2 separate regions of the Mus musculus genome follow, and region 1 is linked to region 2. The links are chromatin contacts, called in public Hi-C maps. All regions are on one chromosome and are shown on one strand. The core of a region is the stretch at or near the end of the contact, and the rest is flanking DNA. Distances in the headings are between cores, read along the strand shown.

Region 1 (2,700 bases), core at 192-2,691, 110 kb before region 2:
CTTTCTGCTCTTGCAGAAGACCAGAGTTTAGTTTCCAGCACCCACATTGGGTAGCTCATAACCACCTGCAACTTCAGCTCCAGGGCCTCTTCTGGAGTCTGAAGGCACAGCATGCACATGGCACACATACCGGCAAACATGCAAAGACACATTCACACACATTCATAAATAAAAGGTTTTAAATATAAAAAGTAAAAATAGCCATGTAATTTTAACTGCTGGACAACACTCGTGAATTGTGACTATTTTAAGGTGTATTAGTAGATCCCAGTAAAACTGAATGAATATTTTATGCACATTAACCCTACAAATGCCAATACCCTCGTTATTGAGTTGGACATTCATGGCTGTCCACAAGTTTTCACCTGACTCTATTTTCCTCAAGAGGAGCCAATAGTTATAGCTACATGTATCTTCAAGGTAGAAATCCTCTCATACTAATAACAGGATAATTAGCATTTTCTAAAATCAATGTATATGAAATGGAAACACGGACAAGATGCTACTAACTGTTGTGCTGATAAAATGATATTACTCACTGCAATTACATTATCACCTTGTCCCAAGTTTAGGTTTTCCTTAACTTCATATAAAATGCTTGCTCTGCCACTTAGGCCTTGGGTCCCCTACTCCATGGCATGGTGCCTGCTATGGTACCCTTGCTTCCCTCCTAAATGTGTCATTTCCGTCTGATGGCCTGGTCCTTCTGCTCCTCAGCATTTATTTGTCCCTTTCAAATCCTATCTCCTCCACCTCCACCCAAAGCAACCAAGATACTTCAAAACATCAGTTCTTTCCTGTTGAAAGAGAGAATGTGGAAAGCCATAAAACAAAAATTGCTTGAAGAATATTATGATGGTTTGTATATGCTCGGCCCAGGGAGTGGCACTATTGGAAGGTGAGGTCATGTTGAGTAGGTGTGTTACTGTGGGTGTGAGGGGAGGGGGAGGGGAGAGAGAAGGGGAGAGGGAGGGGAGGGGGAGGGAGAGGGAAGGGGAGGGGAGAGGAAAGGGGAGGGGAGGGGAAGGGAGGGTAAAGGGGGAGGGGTATGACGTGCTCACAGTGGTTTGCTAGTGAAATAAATGAGTGGTTTAACAACCTGTGGTTAATGGCTCACTGATATTGAAGAAGTTGTGTTGTATTGCTTGTTTGTTTGTTTGTGTTTGTTATGAAAAGTGATATGCAAATATTTAGGCGACAGAAACAGAGAGAGGAGGAAGAGAGAAAGAACTGAGAGAACCATTTTCAGAGAAAAAGCCCTTAGAAAGGATCAAAGATGAAACCCAAAGCAGAGTTGGTGGTGTTGGATTAGAGAGAGATTCAAGAATAAACCTGAAGCCAACGACAGCTGCTTTGGGCTCGGCGGCTGTACAGCATGAAGTCAGACAGCATAAATTCAATTCAAATAGAAGACAGATGGTCCTGGAAGTCTGTAGGCATAGAGAGAAGCTTGACGGGATTCAGTGCAGCCAAGTAAAGCAAGCTTTTTCTTACCGACTTCATACATTACTATAGCATCTTCCACAGAAACTGAGGCTTGGCAAGACAGCACCCTAATAAGCCTAGTAATTATCACGACGAAACAATTGATCTCATCTTCATCTTCTTCAAGCTTTCTATAAACGTTGAAATCATCATAAAAGTGATATAGGATAAAATCTTACAATCATTCAGGAAGTGCACATGCACATTAGGACACACAACATGGCTTACAGGGCAAATCAGGCTAGACAAAACTAAACAGCTCTATGAAGGTTGCAACCTGACTTTTTAAGTTGAGAGACTTAACTGATGTTAGTCCATAGTGCACAAACTGAGGACTGTTAGATTAAAGAGTCTTGGGTTCTCAGCCCCCCCCCCCCACACCTTGAGGTTTGTAGAAAACGAGCCATTAGGGTTTGACAAGTCGACTCCTGATTCTGGAGGACATCACTAAAGGAAGCATTCAGTAGGAAAAACACAAAAGATGACAGCAACGTTTAACCTAAGGAGAATCAAGGTGACATTTTCTGTGTAGCTGATACCAGCCCTGGTATTCAGGGACACTGCTTTCGATGTGAAATATAACATCCCTATGAAAATCACGCAAACACACAGAGACAGTTTAATGAACATTTATCCAGTCTCTCCCTTCACTTCCCACCCATAAACAGCTATCATAATCCTCACTTCTTAAAGCTATTTCCTCAAAGCATATCTTTTAGGACAAGCTGTATATCATGGCATTGCTATTGACCGACATGTAGAGTTTCTCCCTTCCAGTGAGCATGAGATTATATCTTATGGTGATTTGAATGTACGTTTTCCAGTTGCTGTTTGAACTTCAGTAGGGCCTAGAGTAACTCTCCCAATAGTGTGTTAATTACTTTCATATTGCTATGACAAAGTATGCGGCAGTCATGGCTTAAAGAAGAAAAGATACAGCTGGGCGTGGTGGCCCACACCTTTGATCCCAGCACTCAGGAGGCAGAGGCAGGTGGATTTCTGAGTTCGAGGCCAGCCTGGTCTACAAAAGGAGTTCCAGGACAGCCAGGGCTATACAGAGAAACCCTGTCTCAAAAAACAAAACAAAATAAAACAAAACAAAACAAAACAAAAAACGAAGAAGAAGAAGAAGAAGAAGAAGAAGGAGAAGGAGAAGGAGGAGGAAGGAGGAAGGAAGAAGGAAGAAGGAAGAAGGAAGAAGGAGGAAGGAGGAAG
Region 2 (2,700 bases), core at 72-2,571:
AGGAGCCTGGGAGAGACGAGGATTGCATTTCCCTTCCTATGTGGTAGAGCTGAGTGGTACGTTCCCCCTTTGTCTAAGTTCTGCTAACCAGACCCTCTTGCAGGTCCTCCCCATCTCCCTCCTCCACGCCAAGGAGACTGTGACATTGATAGAGACCCAATGGCATCGCAGGCTCTTGGCATAGCTCCTCTTTCCCCACATATAGAAAGAAACCATACTGGCTTTCATAGAGATCTTGGCTTCTATGTGAAGTCATCTTTGTCATAGACTGACCCCAAAAACTCAGGTTTTCCAGTGAGACTGTTTCCAGTTTCGTCTGCCACTCATTTCTGTACTCAAGAGACATTGCGTGTCAATCATGTGCTGACTGCTGTAGGTGCTAGGCCGGGAGAAGATGAGCCCCACCCTCCAGCAGCCCTGAGTCTAGCCGCAAACACCAATTATCCTCTGTTTAACCTGCCTTGCCCTTAGGGGCCCAGGATGTGAACAGGAAACAGGCATTCAGGCAGATGGGGTCCTTCCCTCTCCAGCTCCACTGGCCTCATTTTGGTTAGTCTTGTCCCTGACTTTGACTTCCCATCTTGAAGCTCAACCCTTCTTGCCTTTGCCCCCGCCACAGTCGCCAGAACTGTCAGTTTTGCCTGAGCCATGTTTTCAGCCTCTCCTATCCGTCAGTCACGGCCTTGATAGCTGTCACTGGTCAAGTGGCCAACTGGTTCCCCTAGCCTCGGGCTCTCCATCCTCAGTCCCGCTGCCATTTTTCCTACGCGGTCATTTTCCTAAAATAGAAATGAGATTGCATCACTCCTTATTTAGAGACAATCATCAAGTCACTAAGCTCTCGGTGTGACTGGGCTTCACACCATCTGCAGGCACTTGGCTTAGGAAGAAGTGTCGTTGAAAGCAAGATGACTCAGCCAGGGACTATGAAGGGCTGACTCAGGGCTCTCATCATAACTGCCCCTTAGAATCCTAAGAGCTCGTGTGACCCGCAGATGCCAGCACTACTCGCCCAGCCCAGACCATTGACTCTGAATGTCAGATGAAGTCTGGGTGGCCAGGCAGGGGGACTCACCGGAGATTTGAACTTTGAGTTGGATTATGGGGGGAAGGTAGCATGAGACTCTGTCTCTTTTTCAGAACTGCTCTTCTTCACTTTCAGATATCCCTGCAACATCACTTTCTTTCCCTAAGTTCCCTGAAATGGCTTAGTAAGTATGTCTAATTATCAGTCAATCACCAGCAGGAATCACCAGGCAGATGCTGTGCTCAGATCAGAAGACTCCTCCCACGTGCGCTTCAGGGGCAGTACCTCAGCCAGTACAAGTCTGACTTGGGAGGGGCCTGGAGCGGCACGTGACCCGCCTTTCCATCCCACCTCTCCTCACAGATGCTTTCTAAGTAGTTTGACCCCTCCTGTACCAAGAAATTGATCCTGTCAGCTATAGTTATCTTTTTCGCATAAAATCTCTCTCGTGGTTTATTTTATTGGGGATCTTCACCCCCTCCTCTGCCCTCCTCGATGCCTGCAGCGCTGGGCCGCACTGCAAGTTCCAAGAATGATTTCTAGATCTCTCTCCCTGCCAGACTTGGGAGAGCTTCATTTTCACATCGTGCTTTGGCTGCAAGGGTTAACTTTCCATTTCAGGAGGGGAGTGTGGGGTTTCCTTCCCAATATCTGTATGATCCAGTATGTGTTTATACTCACGGCCCCTGCCACACAGGTCCTTCCCCCTCATCTCTCATTTCCTTCACACCAGAAGTCAGACCATTTCTGTAGCAGACAGAGTCTGCGGGAGCTGTTGTTCACAGCTGGTGAGGGAAAGGAACAACTGGGGAAGAAAAAGAAAAGCAAGAGACCAAAAGGACAAAGGGCTCTTCAGGCAGAGGGAGCTGTTGCCACAGGCTTGCGGAAGAACTCAGGGCTCCTGCAGGCTGCTGTAGGCTTTTTGTTTTTTGTGGCAGTGAACCCAGTCACCCCTTGTTTATTGAGTCCTGTGAGCTTGGTACAGCTCTCTAAGGCTGCCGGTTCCATATCTAAGCATTCTCCTTGCAAAGGCATCTGTCATGGAAATGAAGCTATTTGCACAAAGCAGAACTAACACTGAAGGGAGGAATACAAGCCAAGAGACACAGAATTAAGACATAAATATTCAGAGCCGAGACCTCTAGCCTGGGCTTTGTGTGAGGAGAACCAGAGAGCCTGGCTAGGTCTGCTTCGGGCAGGGCAGCGGATGGCTGGTGAAGGAGAAAGGAGTGAGCCACCACTGAGGAGAGGAGGTGGGACTGAGTTGGTGGGACTGGGGAGGGAGAGAATTTCTTGACATTGTCTGTGTTTAGGACTGCGATCTGTCTTCCACACCTTTTCAGTTCACTACACTGACTATCTTGGAGAGGTAGGCTGTACTTTGAATGTGACTTCAAGCTGAAGAAAGGCCCGGCCAGCTCATTCTAATAAGGACTATAGATACGGGTAACATCCTTGTAGACACCAGTCTACAGTCTTGAGGATGAGCTGGCAAGAAACTAGGGAGAGAATGTGAGACGATCAAAACACAGTTCTCAGGATGGTATAAAGAAATGGGGCTCAGTTTCCCACTAGACTGGTGATTCTCAACCTGTGGTTCTCCACACCCCTTTTAGGGGTCAAACAACCCTTTCATAGGGGTCGCCTGGTCTGCAGAGTCTCCTGCAGAAGCC

Evidence for each region. A called contact is a pair of places that touch in the nucleus more often than the background predicts.
Region 1: a contact with region 2 is called in a Hi-C map of myocytes, with 2.1 times the contacts expected there. The contact joins two enhancer-like sites. A contact is called at or near these places in 3 of 484 Hi-C or Micro-C datasets (cerebellar granule neurons, myocytes and nephron progenitors) and 1 of 9 other capture datasets (embryonic stem cells).

The regions. Positions count from the first base shown.
Region 1 is chr4:33,695,857-33,698,556 of GRCm38.p6, reverse strand. No RefSeq gene overlaps it. Among named protein-coding and RNA genes, the nearest start is that of Gm33059, 84 kb to the left of the region's middle. Within about 2 kb of position 1,441, at least 19 of the 459 cell types and tissues checked have an H3K27ac peak or open chromatin away from gene starts, as enhancers often do. A contact at or near this core is called in myocytes, where this site is marked.
Region 2 is chr4:33,585,987-33,588,686 of GRCm38.p6, reverse strand. No RefSeq gene overlaps it. Among named protein-coding and RNA genes, the nearest start is that of Gm32955, 16 kb to the left of the region's middle. Within about 2 kb of position 1,321, at least 136 of the 459 cell types and tissues checked have an H3K27ac peak or open chromatin away from gene starts, as enhancers often do. A contact at or near this core is called in myocytes, where this site is marked.